Linked DNA regions of Gossypium hirsutum: region 2 is linked to region 1. The links are chromatin contacts, called in public Hi-C maps. All regions are on one chromosome and are shown on one strand. The core of a region is the stretch at or near the end of the contact, and the rest is flanking DNA. Distances in the headings are between cores, read along the strand shown.

The links. A called contact is a pair of places that touch in the nucleus more often than the background predicts.
Region 2: a Hi-C map of hypocotyl shows a contact between it and region 1, with 4 times the contacts expected there. The contact joins the enhancer-like site here to the promoter of LOC107887146 in region 1. A contact is called at or near these places in 8 of 34 Hi-C or Micro-C datasets (fibers, hypocotyl, leaf and 1 more).

The regions. Positions count from the first base shown.
Region 1 is chrD02:39,053,562-39,059,936 of Gossypium_hirsutum_v2.1, forward strand. It overlaps LOC107887146, which reads right to left and starts at 4,061. Exons shown (of 14, transcript XM_016811298.2): 1 at 3,577-4,061; 2 at 2,654-2,744; 3 at 2,458-2,542; 4 at 2,132-2,201; 5 at 1,512-1,581; 6 at 125-194. The coding sequence starts at 3,716.
Region 2 is chrD02:39,088,465-39,094,455 of Gossypium_hirsutum_v2.1, forward strand. No RefSeq gene overlaps it. Among protein-coding and RNA genes, the nearest start is that of LOC121214650, 26 kb to the right of the region's middle. Within about 2 kb of position 4,152, at least 5 of the 9 cell types and tissues checked have an H3K27ac peak or open chromatin away from gene starts, as enhancers often do. A contact at or near this core is called in hypocotyl and leaf, where this site is marked.

The sequences.
Region 1 (6,375 bases), core at 2,811-5,310:
TCCCATTCGTAGCAAAACAAAATAAATATAGCCATGAAATAGCACCATAAAGAACAAAACAAGAAAAAGAGAAAACTAGATCAAAAGAAATCCTACCCTTAAAACTAAGGAAAAAACAACTTACCGCATAACTTTAAAAGAGTGAAAGTTGTGGCAGCAATAAAGAAGACCATAGATATTGCAACCCAAAAATGCTACAAACCAAATACCAGAAATTTCACATCAGTTCTCTATACAATTATCAGGGCGCAATACATTTAGCACTAGATATAGACAAACAGATCATCTGAGAGACCGCATCATTGCTATCATCACATATGAGCACACTCTGGTTAAGCATAAGATATGAAGCATGTATATGGGGGAAACCCCCTTGTACCAGTGTCATATTGGTGTCTGACAGAGACACACTGCCGACAAGGCATAATAAGTATGGGACACACCAGGACCAAAAAAAAAGGTTCTGACACAGTGACTATAGTTACTACTCACCAGATTTGCTTTCCCTGGAACCATGAACCAGAAGAAGAGAATTACAGTGTCATAGAGAAGTAAGAGAAGAGACTACGGCGAGTTTATGGTTCTCTTTTAAAATGAATTGACCTCAAAAAGGGCTAAGATTCGGCTCAATCTCTATCGTGGCAAAACATGGATTGTGTGCATGTGCAGTGCCACCATATGCTTACCATATCCATGTCTATCCTCCATGAAGTACGAGCATGATGCAGTCATGACAGGCTGTTATAACGTAAGTAGATGCAAATATAAAAAAATTATCTGTTTCTTTCACATTTTTCATCTTTCCACCCTTCTTAATAACCATACAACTCAATAGAACCCGGGGGGGGGGGGGAATTTAAGTAAGTTGTCCCTTGAGAAAATTGTGCCATGAGAAGAAGCATCATGCTTGAATAAAAGTAGCATGGGGTTTAGAATAGTTGTTGAAAGTCAGCTTTTGATAGGCAAGTTGGGATAAAATAGCTGACAAGTGATGAGTCACAAAAACTGGAGCAAGTCAATCGTCAATCACCCAATATGTGTCTCCTAAAGCTAATTTCTTGACCAACATCAACAAAGTGCAGTGCCTAAAGGTATTAAAACCTGGACAATCTTGTTTGAACATAAATCATACATACACATGCACACAGACAAGCATTATAAGCAAGTTTGAACATATTTGATCGTTATAACAAGCATTTTCATTTTCTAACTTTTCACTACAATTTACAAGATTGTTGTATATCAGAACAAAAGCTGAAAGAATGATCACACCAACGAAATATTATCAGTAATATTAGAATCCATGCCTTCTAAGAATACATCTAGTTGCTGTAAGATGAAATGAAAAAAACCATAAAATAATAAGTGCCCCAAACCAATGGATAATTTTTCAGTTATAAAACTTATGACTATGTGGAACCATAAACGCTAAGTTGGGCATGCCAATTTTATTAATGACATATTGGATATCTCCAAACTAAATCCTTTACTCACTACTATTGAAAACTTACAGGAAGAGTCTCCCATATCACTTCGTCACTCATGCTTTCCTCATCTCCGGGCATCAAAGCTCTGCACATCCTGCCGAAAATTAAAGAAAAATAGTCATTACACCTAGAAACAGTGGATAAGATAAAAATGAACAACAGTAACATTTAACACTACAATCCCACACTTGCAACTGACTTGGTACTTTGCTAAAATACTATAGCATTACTGATTCTTGTTATAGTAAGTCAAAAAACTTGAAGGTTGAAGGTTGAAACTTGAAACAACGCACTCCAACATTTTTTTTCCCAATATAATTAGAGGTCAGGCTAGGTGAGAATGAGAAGGAGAAGAAATATATATTTAAGAATTTGTTGGAGCAAGTCAACATATGAAGTTGGTTCAAGGCTAAAGTCCACACCACAATATACAAAGGAGGGAAAAAAAAAACCACATAGTGGATAGCAGCTTTTTAAGCCCCAAGTATCAATAAAATTTTGCATGATTTCATTCAGATTCTTGTTGACTGGAGCCAACATTAGCAAATCAATTTGGTTAATAGACATAAGATTTTATAGTACACATTAAGTACTCAAGCAACAAATTATGACAATGAACAGGAAGAATGAGGGAAAGGAAATACCTGATGTTATCAATCAGAATAGCCATTTCAAATGCAAGCAGGGGAAGAAAGACAATCTTCAAATTAACAACTGCAACACATCCATTTTTATAAACAATTTAAATGAATAAGATAACTAAATGGGAATATTAGATACTCAATTATTAACATGCTAACTTTAACATATAAAGTTATTCATGAATCATTAATGCAAAAGTCCCTTCAGCAAATCAGAGAGAAGTAAGATGGAGAGTACTAAAGCAAAAATAAATAAATTAGAATATAGGACTTATAAATAAGAAGAACATCTACAGGTTATTATGTTCAGAAGAGGTTGCCTTTTTTACCATAGCTGCTGTCAAGACGTATACACAAAAGTAGCTCAAAAGCAACAAGCAATGGCGTTGATATGAGAGCATGAAAGGGAGCCCACTGTGCATGAGAAAAGCAGGTTATTGATCTGGATTATTATGAAATACAGTGCCACAAACAATTTTCTCACAGCTAATTAGGACATCCAAACTTAGAGATTATCTGTCATACATCGCGATCATGAGGCATTGATGGAGCAGGCAAAGAAAACCTGCCACGTGCTACAGTTGCATGAAAAAGCCATAAAGGGGAAAATACAACCCTGCACAATGAAGATAACTAGTGAATCTACATTGACTTGCAATAAATGCTTACCAAAATAAGATGATTAACATGTTCTCATCTTCTCGCTTAACAACAGAGGATACTAGTGAATCTACATTGGCCTACAACAAATGCTTTACATATTCTCTTCCGCACTATTCACCTCTAAAGTATAATTGTGTAACTTGCAGCTTCATACGGACATCTCAGCATGACTGACAGCTAAATGTATTCAAATCATTAACACTTCATATATGAATTATGATCACAAGTATCCAAGTCAAAATATCAAGTACCGGATATATCACTAATGAGAATGAAGAGAGAAAACGCGTTTTAAACCCCTAATCATGAGATTTTATAACAGTTGGCATATGTTTGAATTTCATGGCCATCCCAATAGAGAAGCCAAACCCGTCAATGTTTCACGGTAGGGAACATGTCAACGCACACTCAAATTTAGAACTCTACAGATTAAGTGCACAAGCAATCAAATTTCCCCTTGTAGGCATTTGCCAATGATTAATTAACTGAGAGCAAATTGACTAACTGATCAAGTAAAATGTGACTTTCAAGAAAATACACCAACAAAATTCAAATAACAAGGAAAAACAAAAATTACTGCAAAAGAAACAATACAAGAAAGATTCAAAATTTGGTGAACTAAGAAAAAAGTAAAAAGGAAGCAAGTGACATAGTGAAAAATGGGGATGCAGGCAACAAAATGAATGGCAAAGTCGATTGCTTTTCGCATAAAAGTCAGCAGTCGCAAAGAAAAGCGAATCGGTTGTAAATGAAGCCCAAAAGCAAAATGAAAGACAGAGACGAACCACCAAGAGTAAGACAGGGCATGATGAAGCTTGAGAGCGAGCAAGAGGGTGAAAGAGAAGAGCAAGGCATGGGCTACCAGCGCCTGCAGCGACTTCCCCACTCTCCTCCAGGTCATCACTCTCCTTCTCTCTACCAACATACCCAGAGCCAAAAATAAAAATAAAAATAATTAACGGAATTCTTAAGACACCCAGAAAAGAAAAAGATGGAAACTTGGGTTTGACGCCAAAGCAAAGGAAGCAAGGCCGAGGTATGGCTGGGGACGAAATTACGCTTGAGAAATGAACAAGTGCGAAGGAGAAGGGCTTAGGAATAGGAATGGAAGAAAAGAATAGGGTAATTTGGTGAAGAAGAAGAAGAAGAAGAAGGAGAAGAGACCAAGGTGGGTGCCCACATTACGTAGGGAAGTTTTTTCAGCTTGGCTTGGACGGTTTACTTTTTCTTCTTTTTTGCTTTTCCACTTTCAAAGCGGATATATTGATGTTAAATAAATAGAATTTAGGGGGACGGGACAGAGTAGAATATTCATATTGGAATCTGTATTTCATATATGCTCCCATTCATATCACTCAATTTTTATATGATTTTTACTATTCACTAACTTAAATATCGGGATTTTTTATTTTAAATTTTATAGTAAATGAGTAAAATGGTCTTATTTTGATTTATTATATATAATGCAAATAGTAAAATTAGTTATTAATGCTTACACTTTTATTCAATTTGACCCATATTCTTTTGTTTAAATTAAATTAATCCTCAAACTTTTATTGCAGACCTGACACTATCTTTATTTTATATGTCACATTATTGTATAAATTAAATTTTATAAAAGAAATTCATAAATTAAAATTAAAATTCCAAAAATTATGAAAACAACGCTTCAAACTTTTTAAAATAAAATAAGAGGATGGACCTAGAGGCATTCTTCATACACGAGTAGTAGATTCCTTTAACTCTAAATATGCAATTCAAATTGGAGAATCCTATTTCATGATGGGATTTAGATGCTCTTTTATTGGAATCATTTTTTCGTATATCACTTCATGTCAACTTTTTTTCTCCCCCTCTTGATAAAAAGTCTATTTTGTCGGTGTATGAGAATAAAATAAACTTCAAAATAATTAACTGAAAGCTTAAAGGCGTGCAACCATGCCACTTTATTTAAGGTTCTATTCGTTTCCACCTATATTTTGGTGCGCAAAAGAATTACAAGTAAATGAACCTTGAGGATACAATGAAGCCCAATGACTATTTGTGTTTGGCACTGATGAAAATAATCCACTGAGCATTGAGTAAAACATAGCAAGAGTATCAAGTTCTATAAAGAACTTCTGCAATAATTCTTTATAAAACAATATTTGAATATAAAAAGATGGAGGAGAATAGAGAAACTTTTGTTTCTAAATTTTGGTATGGTTTGGTATTTCTTAGTATACCATGCAAATGAATTTTTTCTCCTATTTATAAGAGATCTCGCATCTCTTCATAGAGACATAACTATCCAAATAGATAGTCACATCTATTAATAAGGAATACAACTATTCATTAGATATTACTTGAACAATCATAACTTTTTATTAATAATCAAGTAACATAAATTTTAGTATTTAAGAGACATAACTCATTAGTATTTGGGATTGTTGAATTACAGACGAAATAAATATATAAAGCAACGGAGCCATCATAGTATTTTTGAACTTTTCTGAAAAAAAAAAGAAAAAAAGGGTGGTAATTGGATTATTTAGTGATCTGGGTCTAATAGACGCTCTCTATATTTTCTCTTTTTCTTTTTTTGATGAAAGAAAAAGAGAATTCCATTGTAAAACCGTATGCAATGCACAAAAAATACTTGTACGTTTGTTCAATTCTATCTTTTTTATTCTTATTATTCTTTAGCTATTTTTAGCTATTCTTCTCGCCTCATTATGTGAGTTAGAAAAACCTTTTATTATGTTATATCATCAGAGTAATGATCCATCAACCTGATAGTTCTTTTTATGAGGCAAAAACAGGAGAATTTATCCTGGAAGTGGAAGAAATACGGAAACTTCACGAAAGCATCACAACGGTTTATGTACAAAGAACGGGCAAGCCCCTATGGGTTGTATCCGAAGACATGGAAAGAGATGTTTTTATGTCAGCAACAGAAGCCCAAGCTCATGGAATTGTGGATAGTGACAACTTTTGGTTAATAACCAAGTGTCATATCGTTTAGATCACTTGTACCTTTTAATTTGTAATTATCGAAACATTCTATATATTGAAAATGTTCCAACATATTTGACTTTTAGTACATGGATTCAAATAATTAATAAAAGGAAATGACGGGTATCCCTAACCATTTTGTTGACACACTCCACAAGGTTTGCTATATGATCATAGTGTTGGTCTCCATCAAATGGCTATGTCCACTACTTCACCGAGGTCTTATCAAGCAAGCTACTTATAGTTTCATGTTCTACAAATATAAGTGATAGCCTATCTGATGTGCCATATTTACATACGAAAAATAAGCTCTTTAAAGAGCTTATTCTTAAGTAATTTATAGTGTTTTTATTATATTTTTGCAATTATTAGATTTCGTGCTTAGTCTTAGTTCTTTTGTGTGTTTTTATGTTTTTTTTTGGGGGGGAATAAATGGAAAATTTATACCATTAGGAACATAAACTTTGAGTTAGGCTTATTTCAGGTATTGGTTGATGCAAAAATGAGAAGAGGAGCCTAAAGCGACACCAATGTCTTTGCTATCAACCAAAGTGTTGGACTTTACCAAATTACACAACCGAGGGGGTTGT
Region 2 (5,991 bases), core at 2,902-5,401, 35 kb after region 1:
ATTTAAAGAAATAAATACATCAATTTATTTTTGTATTAAAAAAATATAATTATTTTTATATGCAACATGTTAATGTAAAATAATGTCATATTGATAATTGTGTTAGTAATTTGTGAAAAATGAATCAAAATAACATTTAATATACAAAATTGCACAAAATTAAAGTTTATGTATAGTTGCCAACAAACTCTTAGCTAGTGGCAAGAGCATTATGTTGTAGACATTAGAGCTTCGGTTCGATCCTAAGCAACCCCATCCTTCTTCCCTAATTATAAAAAAAAAATTCATCCATAGTTATGACCTTTAATCTAAAAAAGAATATTAACTTTTCACCGTTAAAATTAATGACTATACTAAATTTAATTAATGCTTTGAATAAATTTATAAATCAAATAATATAATATAAAATTTTAATGGACTAATTTTGTAAATAATTTAAAATAGTAGGACAAATTAGAATAAAAAATTATATTCTAAAAATAAAAAGAAAAGTGTAACAAAATCTTATAACGTAGTATTTATAGTCTAATAACATATAACCTAATAAATACAATTATGCCCTCACTTAAAATCTAGTTTTGATCCTTGTTAGACAACAAAATACCCATCATAATTTTTTTCTTGTCAGGGTTGCGACACCTGCATATTGGTGTCACGACATCCTCAACAGTCTACTCAATCAGCTTATTGGGTCCTTCAATGTCACGACATTAGCTTTTAGTGCCATGACATTGTTCTTAGGTGGCTTGACTTCTTCATCTTCTAGTGTTGTGGTTGATGCTACAACATCATTAACCCAATGTGACGACCACAAGTGCTGGTATTGCGACTTTGGAGATAACCACCTCGAATGAGCAATTTCTTGAAGTCCTACACTTTAATTGATGGCAAAGGCATCGGTGTCACATTGGCTCTAGTTAAAGCTCAGTTTCTCATTTTTACATAAACTAAGTACCTAAAATATGTTGAACTCAAAGATTAAAACACTAATGGCATAAACTTACCGTTTTATTAAAGCATAAAACATGATAAAAACTATAATTGAAAATAAAATCTATTAACTATAAAAATGTAATAAAAGACACTATAAAGTATTTGAAAATAAATAGTATGTAAATGCCACAAATGATCAGCACATTTATTATAAAGCAAAATATATTATATATGAGTGAATCTAGATTGTTTTTCCTCTGGATTTGAAAAAAAAAATGTAGAAAGTAGAAATATGCAATTAAAAAACTAACTTTGATTTTCATTTGTTGTTTTGATTGATGTGAATTTTTTTTTACTTCGATCCTAATGAAATGGACTCTTTTCTGATATCACCAAAATTTAAAAATATTCAATTAATAAATAGTTATAGATAATATTTATAATATATAATTATTAAATTAAATTAAATTGATAAATTGACTTTTTAAAATTTTTATTTATCTAGTTAACTATTTGTTTTAAATATAAAATTTTAAAAATATCAGCTTAATTAATTGTTATAGATAATAAGGATAATATATAATTGAAATATTAAAAAAATATTTAATTTAAATAGAAGGGATAAATTAAATTTTTAAAATTTATAGTTATTTAATTAAATATTTGTTTATACATAAAATTTTTAAAATACTAACTTAACAAATAGTTAAGTTAAATAGATATATACACTTCTTTCACATTAAAAATATTAGTATATGCCCCGTTTATGTTTTAACTCGATTGGCATAAGTATTGTTGCCAATACAGGAGAGCGTGGGTTTGAGTGCGTTGAACGTATTATCCATTCTATTTATGGGTTGGGGAGAGGCTATGGGTAGTTCTAGGCATTGTTTTAAAAAGAACAGATATGATCAGAACCTATAATAAAATTATTCAAAAAATATTAGTATATGCTAATAATTAAATTAAAGAATATATTTAAGTTAAACCGTTGAGGGTAGTTCTAGATCTAGTCCAAGATGAACTGTTGTAGGGGATTTTTTGAAACCATTGAATTCGAAATATGATAAGGTAGCCCTTGGATAGAGAACGACTCCTTTGATAGGTGTCGCAACGGCTTTATTTGCGATATTCTTATCTATTATTTTGGAGATTTATAATTCTTTCGTTTTACTAGATGGTACAAAAAATGGGTCTGTCATCTTGATCGAGATAGTTTTATCTCGTCAGATAGTCATTCTAGTATCTGGAGCAAGGAATATATAAAATGGATCATAAAGTATTTGAACTATGATTCATATTTAATATTCAAACCTCGCGGCCAGACTCAAAAAAAATTCAAAGAAAGAGTTATATTATTTATAAATCAAAATATTTTTTATATGTTCAAACTCTCATTTAGTTTATGTTTATTTTGATCAAAGGACAAACCTTTCTTTTCTTTGTATTTTTATTTATTATATCTATTCTATTGATTGAATAAGTGATGATCCAATGGTTCTTACTCAAAGAATCTTTGGACTTAGTTTGAAGGTTTTATTGAATCATCGCGGTTCTGGTATGAATCTGAAGTTTCAATTGATTCATAGGGTCTTAACAAGAGAATTCCTATCAAAAAGAAAGAAAACAAGAATAAAGCCACATTTCATACAAGAACAAATCAAAGCAAAGAAAAAGAAATAAGTAGGTAAATAAAATATTCAAGAGGCCTGTAACGATCAACATAAAGACGACTGCGTCAACTTGATTTTTTGGAATTATAATTACAACTACAAAAAAGAGCTTTCGGATTTTCACTCTTTTGTGTCTTCAGATAAAATTGAATGAAAAGATTGAGAAGTTTCAAACTTTCTATTCCATATCCGTTTCAGCTATTACTTGGGTGTTCTTGTTTGAGCTGTATGAGATGAAATTATCATATACGGTTCTCGGGGGAGGGGGGTCCTTTTAGTATATTTATCTCAATAAAGTCTATGATTGGTTCGAAGAGTGCCTCGAAGTTCAGGCAGTTGCAGATGATATAACTAGTAAATACGTTCCTCCTCATGCTAACATATTTTACTATCTAGGAGGAATTACGCTTACTTTTTTTTGGTACAAGTAGCTACAGGATTTGCTATGACTTTTTACTATCGTCCAACCGTTACTGAGGCTTTTGCTTCTGTTCAATACATAATAACTTTGGTTGGTTAATCCGATCAGTTTATCGATGGTCGGCAAATATGATGGTCTTAATGATGATCCTGCACGTATTTCGTGTCTATCTCACTGGTGGTTTTAAAAAACCTCGCGAATTAACTTGGGTTACAGGCGTGGTTCTGGCTGTGTTGACCGCATCTTTTGGCGTAACAGGTTATTCCTTACTTCAAGACCAAATTGGTTATTGGGCAGTCAAAATCGTAACAGGTGTTCCGAAAGCTATTTCGATAATAGGATCGACTTTGGTAGAGTTATTACATGGAAATGCTAGTGTGGGACAATCCACTTTGACCCGGTTTTATAGTTTACACACTTTTGTATTACCCTTTCTTACTGCTGTACTTATGTTAATGCATTTCCGAATGATACATAAGCAAGACATTTTTGGTCCTTTATAGAGAATATAGACCATAGCTATATTGTAACCAATAATTTGTCTTATTACTTGAGGGAGGAACAATAGTATTTCGTTGTTACAAATATGGATTGTTGAAAAATAAGAAGACATGTATTTGGATATATGTATTATTAGATATAGTTGTTTAAGTTTGTTTAAGTTTAATTTAGTTCCAAATATAAATTTAAAATTGTGAGTAAATTTAAATTTATCCATATTTATAAATTGACTAATTAAAGTTATTTAGACCCAATCATATATATTTTTATTTTTAAGAGTATATATTTGTATTTTTATGTGATATATATATGTATTTTTTTTACTATTTATATGTTTTTAATTAAAATTTTAATATAAATAGTTTAATATATTTTTAATATTTACATTATAATATAATATTTAATTTCATATGATATAAATTACATTAAAAAGGCAAAATAAATATTTTATAAACTTAAAAATGAGTCGAGCACATGATATTTTAAATTTAATATATTTGTTCAAATAGCCCCAATTATTAAGTGGGCCTATGAAATAGGTTTATTTACAACCCATCCCATTGGACAGGACAGAGTAGAAGGCATCAACCATGCCAAGGCTAGCCCAACATTCCTTGTCGCTCTAAGTTCACTCTCAAAGGCCTTGCTCCAAATTCATTTGGGTTTGTAGCTCTAGATGGACTACTTAGCCCATTACCACTTCAATTTCCTTTACGATATATTTTCTATTTAATAGAAAAGAGTAAGGATATCTATGATTCAAATTTACATTGTTTACAAATAAATAATCTGTTGGTTTTAAAATACTTAAATATTGTGACAAGATAAGGTATTTTTGTTGCTCACACTTTATCTAAAGAGACGAATAGTATGTTGACCAATGAAGACAAAAGGCGGTTTCGATACACAAATTTAGACAAGACTCGTGCGTTTTCTAAGGGAAGACCTTTTGATCTTGATTTCCCTTTCAGATACCTCTATATAACTTAACCCATAGATTTCATCGAGAGGCAAGAGGTATGCTACAAATTGCTGGGTTGGGGTCAGTTTTGGGATTGGGAGTGAAGGAAGCCTTTTGAACCTTTTTTTTTTTTTACTTTAATTTATTGGTTACGAGGGTGTGTCATAACCCTACTATGAGAAAATTATCGATATATGTTGATTTCTTTTTAAAAAGAAATAGGGATATAGACTACTTTTTTAGTATGTGGGAAATAAGTCGTTTCTCCTAATGTGGCATGAAAGCGAGCTATGGGTACACGCTTTTGCAAAATGCTTTATCTAGGATGCGTTTTTTATCATATGATTAAATATTGGTGCTTTTATACTTGTAGCTCGAGTTCAATTCCTCTCTTTAACATTTTGAATTTTTTTTATTCATGTTGTTTTGATCTTTTTATTTTAATTTTGTTTCAAGCTCTTTTATTTTAACTTCTAATTTTTAATTAATGTTTTTCGTTAATAAACATGTGTTTTTTTCAAGTTTTTTTAATTTTATTTTTAATTAATAATTCATTCATTTATATAAATAAAACAATAAATATTTATTATATAATAAAATATATATTATATATATCATTATGTTAAATTTTATTTTATTTTTAAAAACATCAACTACTTTTTTAAATATATATTTTTATTTATACTTTTAAATGTCAAATATTTATTTTTTCCAACTACATTGTGGGTATGGTAAATTCTAATATTATAAAATCAAATAATGATGTTTTTAATTTATTTTACACATAAAAAAATTATATGTACTAAAAATAATGATATTTGAAATAATTAATTGATTTAATAATATTATAATTTTTCATACCCATAATGTAGGTGAAAAAAAATGATATTTGAAATAATTGTATTATTTTATAATATTAGAATTTACAATATCCACAATGTAGGTAGAAAAAATAAATATTTGACATAAAAAATATAAATCAAGAAAAATATGTTAAAAAAATTAATTGATGTTTTTAAAATATAAAATATATTTAACATAACGGTATATAAAAATATTTTTTAAATTATATAATTACATGTTTATTATTTTGTTTATATAAATAAAGGAGTTATTAATTAAAAATATGAATTAAAAATAAATTTAAAAAACTTGAACACAACATATTTATTAACTAAAAACATTAATTAAAAATTAAAATAAAAAATCTTTAAACAACGTGAATTAATTTAATTAAAAGCATTAATTAAAAAGTAAAAATTAGAAATTTCCAACCATCTCTTGACCTAATGGTAAGATTATTATGTTATAAGCATAAGAGCTTGGATTCGATTCCAACCAACCCCATTCCTCTCCCCAATTATCAAAAAAGAAAAAGAAAATTTAAAAATTAAAATAAAAAAAAACTTGAACCATAATTAAAAAAAAAATCCCAACAACATGAATAAAAAAAACCCAAAATGCTGAAGAGACGAACTTGGGCCACATGCATGAAAGCACCA